Linked DNA regions of Canis lupus: region 2 is linked to region 1. The links are chromatin contacts, called in public Hi-C maps. All regions are on one chromosome and are shown on one strand. Each heading gives the region's core, a stretch centred on a gene start, on an enhancer-like site or on the middle of the called end of the contact. The rest is flanking DNA. Distances are from core to core; before and after follow the strand shown.

Evidence for each region. A called contact is a pair of places that touch in the nucleus more often than the background predicts.
Region 2: a contact with region 1 is called in a Hi-C map of skin fibroblasts, with 2.6 times the contacts expected there. The contact joins two enhancer-like sites. A contact is called at or near these places in 3 of 9 Hi-C or Micro-C datasets (amygdala, liver and skin fibroblasts).

The regions. Positions count from the first base shown.
Region 1 is chr4:71,006,054-71,013,182 of UU_Cfam_GSD_1.0, reverse strand. The region is part of intron 3 of LOC106558692 (a long non-coding RNA gene); the gene reads right to left. Among named protein-coding and RNA genes, the nearest start is that of OSMR, 26 kb to the right of the region's middle. Within about 2 kb of position 2,827, at least 5 of the 20 cell types and tissues checked have an H3K27ac peak or open chromatin away from gene starts, as enhancers often do.
Region 2 is chr4:71,232,739-71,240,051 of UU_Cfam_GSD_1.0, reverse strand. No RefSeq gene overlaps it. Among named protein-coding and RNA genes, the nearest start is that of LIFR, 9.3 kb to the left of the region's middle. Within about 2 kb of position 4,156, at least 5 of the 20 cell types and tissues checked have an H3K27ac peak or open chromatin away from gene starts, as enhancers often do.

The DNA of each region.
Region 1 (7,129 bases), core at 1,578-4,077:
TCTTCAACTGAGTCATGAGTGCCAAGTTGCCAGGCATGCCCACTCGATCATATTTGACACGCAGAAGTTCTATAGAAGCCCCCACCCACAGAAGCAACTTGACAGCACAGTCCAGACCAGCTCAGCTGCAAGGCAGGAGGACTGGCGGGGGGTGGATCTCACCCAGTCCCTCAGACATTTGCCCTGCACCCGGCCCAGACCCTTCCCTGTCCTTCCCTCCCTCTCCACGCCCACATCTCCAGGCTGGTCAAATCCGGGTTTAAAGGCACCAGCCTGATGTACCCTTTCTTCAGGAGGTTGTGGCCAGTTTCTGGCTGCAGGAATGCGGCCCCCTCCAACAGCCCTCAGCCAGAGCACACTGTGCTCCTATTTCTCTTCCTGTCACCTTCCGATTCATTTCCTGTAAGCTGTGACCCTTTCTGGGGAACATTAATTAACCATGATGTTTTGTTTGTTTTTTTTTTCCATCAGAATTCTAGGAAAGTGACATCTCTCTGACTCACACTACTGCGGCTTAAAAAGTATTTACTAAAAGAAAAAAAAAGTATTTACTATATTCGATTGAGGCAGATGAGTTTTGTGCTAGATACTTACTGTATGGATTTACGACCATCTGTAACCATTCTGGGAAAGAAAAAAAAGAAATCAGCACCACTAGCTGTGAATAAAGCTCGCCGTATCACTAAAACTGAGTGAAAACATATGGGATGAAGTATCTTTAAATGATCTCATAAATGTCTTTATTTAGAAATACAACAGACTTCCTTTATAAAGCTAGTTTCAAAAATAAAGTTAACACCACCCTTGGACCTTATAGTCCACCACTCGTTGCTTGATAAGAGAGTGGTTTTACAACCTATATTATCATCTACCTAAAGGGTTTTACAATCCATACAGTCATAAGCTTGCAAAATAAACTATGCAAATTTATGTGGACCAGGGTCTAAATTAATTTGGGTCTAAATAAATCAAACCCTAGCGAGACCATGATTTAATTAAAAATTGAAAATATGACTCATGGCACTTAAGTCTACTGATGTGTCCTGCCAAGGGAGGCGTCATCGCTATGACAGAGACAAATGCAGGAAAAGCTGGTGGATTCTTCAACGTCTAAATAGAGAGAGGTATCAAGATAAACACGGAATTCTAAGAGTTCCTATAATTGCTGAAATCAATGTTTTTATGGCAATTTCAGAAGGAGGAAGCTCTCAACATCCATTCTGCAAATAAAAAGGCATTAGTTTTTTTATTGTCACTTTTTCTCCCTCTACTTTGGGGTTTTCATGGTTCCCCTTACCATCTTGTGACTATGTATATACTTCTTACAAACTTTATTTTTGTTCCTGTTGTTACTTTGCATATTACTACTTGTACAAACTAATTTTTTTTTTACATTTTTTTTTATTGGAGTTCAATTTGCCAACATATAGCATGTCACCCAGTGCTCATCCTGTCAAGTGCCCCCCTCAGTGCCCCTCACCCAGTCACCCCAATCCCCCACCCACCTCCCTTTCCACTACCCCTCATTCATTTCTCAGACTTCTATTTTCTGAAATAGGCTCACTGCTAGCAGGGCCCCTGCTGTGTCCCAGGAGTTTCTGCAAATCTGTTTGTTAGGCTTCCTTCCTGGGATATATGCATATCATCTTTCACCTGGCTGAGGCCCCTCTTAGCCTTGTGTCCCCAACAGGGACCTGTGACCCCTGTTGGGTGACCCTGGGCATGCAGCAGATTTCAGGTCACAGCATGTGAGGCAGGGATGCCTGAACCAAAACCAGGACACAGGAGCCGACTAGCATCTGTTAAAGATATGGGGATGGTACTAGGTTTTCCTGGAAACCTTGGGGGACCCAGTCTGGGAATCATAGATCTGCATCTGACTCCCATGTTACAGGCAGTACAGGTGGAGAGGAAGCAGGGGCCCCAGCAAGACACCAAGTAGATTAGGTTTGTCTCCATTCCAGCTCTGTCCTCTGGTCTATGTGCAGCCCACCCACCCCATCCCGCTCATGACTGGCTCCTTCCCGAGTGCTCTGTGAGCAGTGCCATTTTGTAATAGATTCTTTCTCCAATTTTTCCAATTAAAGCCTTTCCATCACATTGGTGTTTTGAGAAGAGTCTTTCATGCCTTCAGGCAAATGAGTCAGCAATTTGGGAGTTTGGGGTCTCTGATAGGGTGACAAAGGGGATTCTCTTTGAAGCCAAAAGGTACTTGGATGTTCTCCAGACCATCCGGGGCTTCTGGAACCTGTGCTCTATCTCACCCCTTTCCTCCTCCTCCTCCTCCACCTCCACCACCACCACCACCACCGTGGGGCCTTCCATTCCTCCACAACAGGCTGGCCCGGAGAGCTGCATGAATTGGGAAAGGTCATCCTGTGGAGGCTGGGAAATACTGCGGCTCTTGGAAGATTGGGATTTCCCCACATGCTGACCTTGCTCAGGAGACTAGGAGGGAGCTGATGCAAATCTCTGAATTATCAACCCTTCCTTGGGTCCTTCTTCCCCAAGCTCTTACACAAATTTTGAGAGACTCAGAGAGAAACATATTTAGGATCAAGTCTAAGTAAGATGCCCCAGAATGTTCCTCAAGAATAGCCAAAATCTAGGGCCTACACACCCCCTCACCGCCAGCTGTGACCAACCAGGAAGGGGAAGGGGGAAAATAAACACTTCCTAAAATGACAGAGGCCAGAGGCAAATGGACCTCACCTCCTGTCAGTCGAGCTGATGGTCTTCTCCAGGATAGAAGCAGAGAAGCTGAAGCTGGTTTCTTCTCTTCATTCCTACTATCCCACAGGTGGCCACTCCGCAAGCTAAGAAAGGCCCATCTGTGAGCCTATGGCGCCACCTAGCAAAAACCAGAGGGTCCTCGGAGAAACACTGAGCAGGGAGGCTCTTGGGTTTTGTCTTGGTTTGGTTTTTTTCCACAACCAGAAACAGGGGGTTTCCATTTCATTCACGGAGTTCTGGGAAATGGAATTTGTATAAAACCTTTCTTGCACATGATGGAAAACATGTATTAGCATCTAATGAGCGAACTTGGCCCAAAGGCAATTGTAATCAAAACATGAGGATAAGAGTTTAGCTCTCTAAACTTGCATTTTTTCCCCCAGCGACAGCTGTGACTCTGCAGTTTTAGCTTCAAGAAGAATTTGGTTCTGCGTTAAGTTATACATTTTGAAAACTGACAGAGCTACCATTTCTCCTGTTTGCTTTTCCTCCCCCCCCACCCCTTTTCTCTCCCAGGTCAGATTTACCTGTGAATGATGCCCAGAAGTCCTGAAGGGAATCACCACCAAGGACAGATTCTATAGGCGAGTGTAGGTACAGTTCAGTCAAGGGGACAGTCTGACAATTTTACAATGTCACTGTGCCCCTCCGGGCTCAGGGGACAGAGATGAGGTTTCCCCTGTTCCCACAAACCCAGCCCCATAAGGAAACACTTGCCATGCACAGTTGAAACCACAGATTGCCAAGGAGTCCAGGTATACCCTAACCATAAATGGCCATGGCCCTGCCCAGAAAGCTGGAGCAGCCCTCCCATCAGAGATGCGCGCAGCTCCGAAGGAAAACAGAGATTCAAGGTCGCATCTCAGCTTCTGCCCAAATCTCTTTTGAGACCACATTGGGAAGAGGCAAGTCTTTGCCTCTGAAAGGGTCAGGAGACCATAGAGGGTCTGAACATGGTCTTCTGGAGCCAAATGCCTAGGTTCCATGTTTGCTTCTTTCAATTTAAGCCTCTCCTCAGTTCTCTGGACAGGAAGAGAGAATTCTAGTACCTGATGTTTCCATAAGGTGAAGATTACATGAGATAAACCATACCAAATGCTTAGGATAAGGCCTGGCACATGGCAGGTGCTTCATAAATATTAACTAGTGTTTCATTATCCCAGAGTGTAAAGAAACACACCCGAGTTTCCTTGCACTGTAATAAATCGACTATGGTTTTCTTTCACATCCGAAGATTCTCATGAATCAGCGTTGCAAACTGCTTGTGTAGCCACCCCTCAGTGGCAAATTCTCTGGACTGTTCCACACTGGCAGCAGAAACAAGAGGAAATATACCACCTTAAAAAATTCTCTTAAGGAGGAAGCATGCAAAAAAGTTGGAAGACCACCGATCTACCTCAAATGGTCCGACGGATGCTCCATTAATGCTGTTAGCGCGGTTTCTTTTCACTTGCCTTTATGATCATTCTGCAAACCCCAGCACCATCTCTGGTTGATTCAGTGAACATTCCTGAACGGTTTAATCACGACAAGGCTCTCCTTCATGTTTTACCTATTAGACAAGAAGTTTCTTAGGTGCAAGAATCCTGCCTAACCACTCCGTACCTTCAGGCGACTAGAAACTGTTTTGCACTTTTGGATTAAACACCTAGACAATTTGAAAAATGGTGATTTGGAGTCAGATACTACTTGTCTACTGAACTGACATTACAGCCAAATGAAAGCAAGGCTTAACTTTTGGAGCATCTCTTCAGGGTCCGCCTCTGGGCACTGTCATCGAACCTGGTCCACGACTGTCATCCATCAGGGCCTCCCGAGAATCAGATTACAACACAGCATTACGGACAGCCCATTTCATAGGAAGTGGCAAACTGATGTCTTTTCCCGCAAGGTGAGGGCCTGAAGAATTTACCAGAAAGCCTCTGACACAAGTGAGTAATGCCAGTGAAAAAGCACTTTATCTTTAGAAGTCATGGGATACACATCAACATATAAGACTTTTAAAGCTGAAGCCAGAGTGCCTTGCCTCCTTGAGCTTCACAGACCAAGACAAATGAGGCTGTGCCCGGGCGTTGGTGGTGGGGAAAATGACGTGACAAATTTCAGATGTCCCATATCTTGGGCTTCATGTGGCTTTTTAATGTAGCTCTAATTGAACTGCAAAGCAAAGATTATGAATATTAATTTGATCTATCAACAGAGTGGTCTACTCTTGTCCTAATTTTTTAATGCTCATCCTGGGGCTGCGTTGCATGATCACACACTCTCATCTGAACGGGGTCAGCAAGTCCTTGCTGAAAAATTCTTACAAACTTTTTATGGATGGGAAGACACGGACGGATATAAAAAGCTTTATTTGATTGCTGTATTATTTAGCATTTGATTCCGAGTCTAGCTGCAGTGTTCATGGGAGGCATCCCCAGAAATACAGTCTTTACCTGTTTATATTGACATACTTAAGTAATAGCAATTGCAAACCCTGACATCTTCTGACTTAGGGAACAGCTCTTTATAAGTGAAAACTCTGGGGCAGCCCCAGTGGCCCAGCAGTTTAGCGCTGCCTTCAGCCCAGGCTGTGATCCTGAAGACCTGAGATTGAGTCCCACGTCGGGCTCCCTGCATGGAGCCTGCTTCTCCCTCTGCCTGTGTCCCTCATGAATAAATAAATAAAATCTTAAAAATAAAAAACAAAAAAAACCTCTGTTCACTGCAATTTGAGCACAGGATCTTTATCCTTCCTTATCATTACTTTACAGTGATGTAAAGAATCAGAGAAGAATCACTGGCTTCATGTACCTTCATACCAAACCAACTTCCTGCCTGTGATATGCCCCTAATGAAGTATCAGGCTGTACAAATGATCTGTTTGGCTGCAAAATGTGGTCAAGTATATATACACATACACTTAAAGATACATGACTTTCTGAATTCAATATAATTCCCATCAAAATTCCCCTGGGCTTTTGAGGAAACTTGGCAAGCTGATTCCAAAATATGTATGAAAGAGCAAAAGACCAAGTATAGACAAGACACTCAAAAAAAAGAACCACATGGGAGAACTTGACTTCCAGATATTAAAATTATTCTAGGGCTAAAGCATTTAAGATAGCATGGTATCGGTGGGAAAAAGTATAGTCGGACCAGTACAGTGGAATACAGAGCCCAGAAATAGGTCTACTTTGCATTGAAATGTGACCAGTCTTTTTTTTTTTTTAAGATTTTATTTATTTATTCATGAGAGACACAGAAAGAGAGCCAGAGACACAGGCAGAGGGAGAAGTAGGGCCCCTACTGGGAGCCTGATATGGGACTAGATCACAGGATCCCAGAATCATGACCTAACCCCAAAGCAGATGCTCAACTACTGAGCCATCCAGGTCCGGTCTTTTCTAGCGCTGACATTAGAGATCCCTGGGAGAAATATTTTTTCAATATATGGGTGTGGGAAAAACAAATTATCCATATGTTTAAAAAATAATATTGAAGCCCTTACACTACAATTTCTGGTATATTAAAAACTCAGAAGTAAAAGTCGAACTATAAAATTTATCAAAGATTAATATAGAGGTATAATTTTATGATTTATAAATATTTCTTTGAAAAAAATATATACTATAAATTATTCTTAAAATGAAATCAACTGTTTTAAAATTAAGAGTTTATATTCCTTAAAAGACACAATAATGAAAGTAAAAAAGTTAAGGCAGAAACTGGAAGAAGGTATTTGCAACACAAAGGATTAATCTCCAGCATATATAAAGAATCCCCATAAATCAATAAGAAAAAGACAACTGATAAGTGAGCAAAAGTGTTAAGTGTGTATTTCTCAGAAGAACAAGAAATAGACAATAATGTATTATTCTGAGTGATTTCATTAGAAATTAGAAAAAAAGATACAAATTAAAACCACAATGGTCAGATACCCTTTACACAAACAGTGAGAATCCTGATAATAACCAACGTTAACTGAGAATGCACAGCAATCGTTATGCTCTGAAGATAATTTGACGCCATCCAGTAAGTTAGAAAAGTAGATAAATTCTCTGACTCAGTAATTCCACCCCAAGGTATAGTCCCTTGAGAAATTCGTGCACTGTGTACTAAGAGACATGTGGAAGAATGTTTCATAGCAGGACTGTTTGTTTGTAATTGGGGAAAGAACCCTGAAAACAGGCCAAATGTTAATAAACAAAAGAATGGATAAATAAATTGTGGCATATTCACAATGAATACATCAATGGACAAGTCAAAAAGCTACACTCATTACAGATGGAATTCAGAAAGAAAACTCGCTGAGTGTAAAAGCAAGTGATAGAATATATCCAGAATGACTCCATTTAGCTGACATTCCAGAACATGCAAAACCAAACAATATGTTCTGTGGGGGTGTAAATAC
Region 2 (7,313 bases), core at 2,907-5,406, 230 kb before region 1:
TGCAGGGAGACAGTAAAGGTTTTTTCAGGAAGAGGGAAGCTCGAAGGAAGTGGGGTTTCAAAGGGAGATTAAGAGACAACTGCAGGGGATCCCTGGGTGGCGCAGCGGTTTGGCGCCTGCCTTTGGCCCGGGGCGCGATCCTGGAGACCCGGGATCGAATCCCACGTCAGGCTCCCGGTGCATGGAGCCTGCTTCTCCCTCTGCCTATGTCTCTGCCTCTCTCTCTCTCTCTCTCTGTATGACTATCATAAATAAAATTATAAAAAAAAAAAAAAAAAGAGACAACTGCAGTAACAAAGACACACAAAGAATTACCAATATATATTCAGCAGCAAAAAATCTAGTTCTCCATATAGTGAATTTACAAAGAGTTATAACAAAGTATATCATTGAGAATAAGTGTATAAAAGAAAATCTTAAAAGCTTCCAGGTTGGGGAATGGCAGCCATACAAGGGCTCTGAAATGAGAACAGCATGGAACAGTTCTCTGAAACCAGGACTCTGGGCCTCACTGTGTGAGCCCAACAAGCCCTCCGCCCTCATGCAGGGACAGTGACAGTGACATGGCTATCTTCGAAGCAGGCTGCGGGTGTAGAGGAGACCCTGGGTGCATGCTCCATAAACATGGTGGGGGTGTAGAGGGGATATCAGACTTCTTGGCCCTGAAAGCTAAAGAGAACAGCTCCAAAATTGCACATGAAAACTACTGTCACACTTGAATTCCATACTCAAACTACTAATTGAGAGGATACGCCACAACTCAAAAGATACACCTTCTGCCAAAAAAGTGAGGTAGAAAAACAAAAAAACAAAGAAACAAAAAAGGGGGGGAAATGAGAAAAATGATCTATGACACTGTAATCCTGTGCCCTCCCCTCCAATCCTTACCATTTGCAAACTGCCACTTGCAAATGAATAAATAATCTTACAAAAAATACAATTATGTTAAAAGATTAAAAAATGTCAGCAAACCCCCCCCCAGAATTTTCCTCCTGCCTGGAATTCCTTTCTGTACTGCCTTCTGCCGCCTTCCTCCGTTCACCTGGGAGACCCAGGGAGGAGGAAGAAGAGCCCATCCTGGCCTCTGGGGTCCCACGGGAGGGACTGCTCAGCACATCAGCAGCGCAGCTCCTCCTGCTCCACAGCACACGAATTACACCTCTACGTCAGGGGCTGCACAAATGCTGACCTGGAGGGGCCATCCCGGCTTTAGAGCGAAGTTTCACGAGGACACAGCCATGCCCACTTGTCTAGGTGCCGCCTGGGCTGTTTTCACATTACGGTGCTCACACTGAGGAGTGTCACAGCCACTCGCGTGGCCGCCAAAGCCTGAGGTAGTCACGTGCTCCCTGGCCCCTTACGGAAAGCTTGCTGACCCCGGCTCCGCCGCATCACTTCCCAACTCGGTGATTCCTCCAGGAGACTGTCAGTCCCCTGCGCCGATGCTGCCCCTCGTGAGGGTGAGGCCCCCGTAAGCCCCGCAAGCCCCCGCGCCCGGCGCAGCGCCGGGCACCAAGCACACACTGAGCTGGCTGCTGGCTAACCCCACGCCGGGCCCAAGTCAGGGCTCTAGTCCCCAACCCATGCACCGAAGTACCGCAAGGCACAGGAGCAAGTGAACTGGCATATGACAGTGTATTCGCAATTTTCAAAGGAAATAACTGCTCAACCTTATCACAACCTCAACCTTATCACAACCTTTAGCTCCGGGCAGTTCAATTTCAACACCAGGCCACGCTCCATTCCTCTCGATGATCTCGTATCTTGCAAACACGGGTCACTGGTTACTGTGCCAAGACACAAGCACCATCCATTCAAAAATCAATGTAGAAATGGAAATGAGGGTGGCAGTGTCCGACCTATTCCCAAGGTTTGTGAAGCTATGCAGTGTCCCACAGGTTCACACATGTGGCTTTTAAGGAAGAAAATAAAAATAGGATTTTTCTTCTAACTTGTTATGCATTATTTTTCCAAACTACTACTAAAGTGTCAGCTCAGAAATACTTATTAAGTTGTTTGGAAGTAAATATTTCATGAGAAGAACTGTTAGGCATTTCTTTTGACCTGGGGGCACCATAAAAACAACGAAACTCCAAGAGCACCGTGAACCAAAACTGTGGGAATCTAGGTTAGAGGCCAGCTCAACTGCCCAGGGATTCCATTATCGCATCTAAATCTGCACGCAGGAGAACACGACTGAAAGGTAACTTTCCCTATGTTAGAAGAACAGATCTTTGTGGATTCTTCAGAATAGTGTTTCCCCAAAAGAACTGCAGTTATTTCTTGGTCTGTGACTTTTTATCTCTCAGGATTCTTACATTCCTCTTCTTTGGCTTTGGTAATCCTCACTCCGGTGAGGACTCCCCTGTCAACTGAAGAGCCTGTTCACTATCAACTGCAGCATGTCAAAACGGATTTGAGGACATTGCTCTGGTGCCTGAAATCCTTTGAAGACTCCCCAGTGCTCCAACCTCAGGTTCCTGGCCAGCCTGGTAGACAAAACCCTTCAGTCCTCTCTACTCCCCACTGCAGCAGGCTGCCTGCCTCTAGCTCCCCACATTCCCACAGGGACTCCCCTCAAACCACTGCCTCTGTGGAATGTGCCTCGTGATGTTCTCCACACCTCCGTTCCGCCTACGCTGCAGGATCCACCGGAACCCCCCGCCCACACCCCTGACAACTGATGTCTGTACACTCGCCTCTCGTCTCAGCTGGGCTGTCGGGGTGCCTGGCATGCAACAGCCTTCAATAAATGCCTATGTCTATCACACAAGTGAATTTGTTTTTGCCTTCTCTCACAAGGGTGAAACACTCTATTATTATAATAAAGAAACAACCTGAAGAATACTCCTTCTTGTTCCCAAAATACGCCATGGGATCTTTAACACGCTGGGGAAACACACAATAGAAGCTCACTTTCAAAAACAACCAGGGACGGCTCTGTTCCCCAGTACATGCTTCCCCATGCTCTCATCAAGATCAAGATTTTCTTTTTAGATTTTAATCTCTTCCACTTGTTAGGCCATAAATGGCATTTCCTTGATTATGTGGTCAAAAATACCTTTCATATGTCTCCTCGTAATCTGCAATGTTTTATATACAAGATGCTTATTCTTTCTTTTGCTCATTTTTCTAATTAGACATTAATCTTTTCTTCACTGCTTGATAAGAAACAAATCCTAACATCATTCCATAATATGCATATGACCTGTTATCTACATCGCAAATATTTCCAGTTTGTTTCCTTACTTTTCAATGTGGTTTCTGTTTGACTTTCATGAAGTTAGCTTTCCCAATTTTGTCCTTTATGGTTTCTGACCATAAACTCTTTCTCATGCCAAAGCTGTATCAATTATCACCTATACAGTCTTCCAGTATAGTCAAGGCTTTTAACATCTGAAACTTTAATCCAAATGAAATTAATTTTGGTGTGTAACAAGAGTCGGGAAGCCAGGTTCCCCCCAGTCCCCAAAGGCTACATATATCCTAACACCACGAATTAAATAATCCATTCCTTCCCCCGTTGACTAGAGATGCCCTTAAGAGAGCATTCCTTTTCAGCTTCCTTGTGGGCTCCTTTAGCCTACTGCTTTTCCATCTTTATTTCTTCACTGAACAGCATTATCTATTCTGCAGCTCTCATCAGGCACAACTCGAAACTTCCAAATCTGTTTCCAGGACCAGCCTCTTCCCATTTACAGATTAACCATCTGCTTACTAGGCAACTGCTTATCTACATACATCCATGAGGACCAATGGGGTCCTTCAGGGACGACAAAACATTTTGACACCACATACCACTTAGGTATTTCATAGATCCTTCAACATCTCCACAGGGATAAAAATTAAACTCACTTTCCCCTCTCAATCTGCTCTCTTCTGCCCCAGTCCTTGTTCATGGCACCAGTGTCTCCTGGGTCACCCAAACGCAAGTAACCCTTAACTCCTTCTTCCCCAACCCTTCCACCTACTCGTCAGTTTTATCTCTTAAGCAGGACCTGTCTCTCTCCCTATCCCTTACCCCTCTCTGCGCATCCACTGCCCTGGCCAACCCTCAGCAGCACTGCGGCACAAGTACTTTAATCACAGCTTAATCCAACCCGTGGCCTCTGGCTTCCACGGTGACTCCTCTGGCTTTAATTAGCTTCTCCATTTCTAACCCTCACTGTCCCTTCAAGCTTCAGGCCAAGGGCCAGGAGCTGCCTGACCAACTGTTCAGACTGTAGATCCAAACTCAAATTCAAACTTCAGCCCCACAATCCCTTCCCCCTCCTCAACTCCCTGTCCCTTGGACATCTTTGTCTCCTGGCTCCCTCACAGGTCATCACGCCCAGATACTGGCATTCTCTTCATGCTCCCACTGCACTCTGTTCAATTTCCACTCTGGGCATTTATTATATCATACCAGGTATTATGGAGATTATTCTTCCCTTTCCTCCCACCCTCTCTTTACAAAAAATTATGAGCTCCTCAAGAGCAGGGATTTGTTTTTGTAACTCTCTTGCTTCTAAAAGGGCTTTACACACACTATATATTCAAGATCTATTTAATAAATTGAACAAATCCACACAAACGGCATCCTGGGTGAGGAGTGAAAAATACTTTGATGACACCTGTTTCTTTACATTCCGAAGAGAAAGCTGAATGGTATGCTTTTGAACACATCTCTGTGCTACAGAAAAAATTATGAATAAAAAGATAAAATTGGGTCAAATTTTTGGAGGCTTTTTTTTTTTTTTGGAGGCTTTTCAAAAGAATACATGGAGCAAAATTATCCTATAAATCCTTCCTAAATTCTAAGAGGAAGAAAATATTATGCATTAGTATTGTGTGGTTGAAATGCTACTTTTAGCTAAGTCTGCTGTGATAATACACAATTTATAAATGTTATTTTTCAGGTATCACGCAGTGTTAATGCACTATTTATTATCGGCAGGCACCATTTTAAGTTCCTCAAATGCAGTATCAGATTAAATCCCTATACCCACCTGATGAGGCCAGTATCATCATTCTCCCCTTCTTTATAACAAGGAAAATGAGGCACAGACAGGTTTTTGACACTTGCCTGAGGTCACACAGCTAGTCAGGGGCAGAACTTGGATTTGAGTCCAAGCCTGGTTACCAACCTCATCTCTAGCCCATTACACATAAGTGAAAAACATGGAGTGGAAAAAGAAAATATCACTGAACCAGAGTCACGTGTCCTGGGCTCCGGTCCGTACCCCACCACTGATCAGGTGGCAGGTATGTGACCTCCTCGGACAAATCTCCTAACATCACTAAAATCCCATGACAGCGCCCTAGGGCCTACCTCCCCTACTTTCCACCTCCCCTAAGAAATGCACAGCAACTCGATTCCTAGGACAGCCTGCCTGTCGCCTTGAACTAGCAGATCTAGAATGCCACGAGGGAGGCTGCTCTCCACACTGCCCAGCCGAACACCGCTCCTGGGAGAATTACCCCACTTACTTTCCCAAGCACTGCCAGTCCTCACATCATGACCGAGCTCAAACAACCTACGTTCAGGGAACAAAATCTCAAATTGCTTCCACCTTACTATTCTCCTCCCAACCTTGAGGTATACTTTTAGTTAGCTAGCTCTCTGACTCGGCAGGTACGAGCTCAAACCCACCCTGAGGACCAGCCCGATGAAGTGAGTGAGGCTGGCCACAGGGACGGAGTAAGGAGTGCACAGCGGCGGTGGGTAGCCTCCTGCTGGTGCTTTACTTCTATACAACCACCATGTAGAACGTGGTCCAGTGTAGTCATAGACCATCAAGATTTTCAAAAAGGAACAGGAATGCAGGTTTGGTTTTATAACGTGAAATCTCCTTATTTTTAAATGTTGGCAACTAACTCTTTATGAAACACTATGTGAGCCAAAGAAAACATATTTGTAGGCCAAGTACAGTTCTTAGGGCACCAGTTAACAACCTGTTTTCAAAATGTATTGGCATTAAAAAATTCTGGACTTGCTGTTGAAATAATCTTAAAATATAAACTGTTTGAAGATTTATATTTCAGTGCACAGATATTGACCAAAATGTGCCTGAATGTTTTCTTAACACTCTTTGGGGTCAGAATCTCAAAGCTCTCTCCTCTCCAAAAGAATTCAAATGGTCCTTTTCTTTTCTTTATAGCATTATTTAAATCCAGATGTCCAAGTCCTAAGCATTATTTTAGAATGTAAATGCTTCTCAAAAGGAAAACAGGGAAAAAAGAATTAAAACAAAATCTTTAGCTTCTGACCATAATCTATGACATCTTTTAAGCATGTGGAAGCGCAATACTTCACCTTACATTCACTCGAAACTTCTAAATAGAGCGAAATAGAGAATGAAAAATACAACAGAAATAACTGGTTTCTGGCCAAACTGTTTTTGGAAAAGGATGTTCTGTGGGATATCCTGTCAAGAAAGCACATTCTACAGATGAGAGAAGAGACGTGAGCTTGACATTGATGCTGGGTAAGATTACAGAACATATCAGGAAAGGGACCCTGGGCCAATGAACCTCAGCCCACCCATACCCCCTTACTCACCTTACCTTCTTACTTGATAAGGCAACTGAACTGAGAAAACCAAGTGTCAGCAAGAGCTTTTCTAAATGCTTTAAAGATATTTATGAGCAAGATGAAGAGACACATACTGTATACAAAAGACTATAGAGGGTTGTTTTGTATGCTTGAAAATTGCTATGAGACTAGATCTTAAGCATGCTGACCCCCTCCACACACAAAAAGGTAACTGTGAGGCGATCGACATGTAGATTAATTTGATGGTGCTCAACCTTTCTCAAAGGGCACTAATTATAGGATGATGTCAATTTGGCCTGTTTTTCTTGTGCTTTTCATTAATGAACTCGATGATGACCCAGGAAACCCATTTCTCAATCTGTAGATGAAAAGAATGGGCAAAATACCAAATATATTACAGTGTAGTAATAAGGATTCTAATAAGTTAATCCAATAAACTAGTATGAAAGATAAATCTAGCATCAATAATTTCAGGGTCCAAAATAAAATGATGCTGATGCTGACAATGGCAACATGTGCAAAATGAACAAATACAGGTCAGAAGAGATGTGATCTAGCTGTAACATGTGGGAAAAACGCAAAGGGCTGATCAGTGAAATGGGCCCACAATGTAACATAACTGCCAACAATTAGTAACAACAAGGACAACTCTTGTGTCTCCTCATTTTATCACAATGCCTAAAATCCTATCCTGGTCCAGCAGCATTAAAATCAGAGGATTCACTTTTAGCCTGAAAACTTCACAGGTAGGTAATCCAATAGTAAGGTATTCTTAATA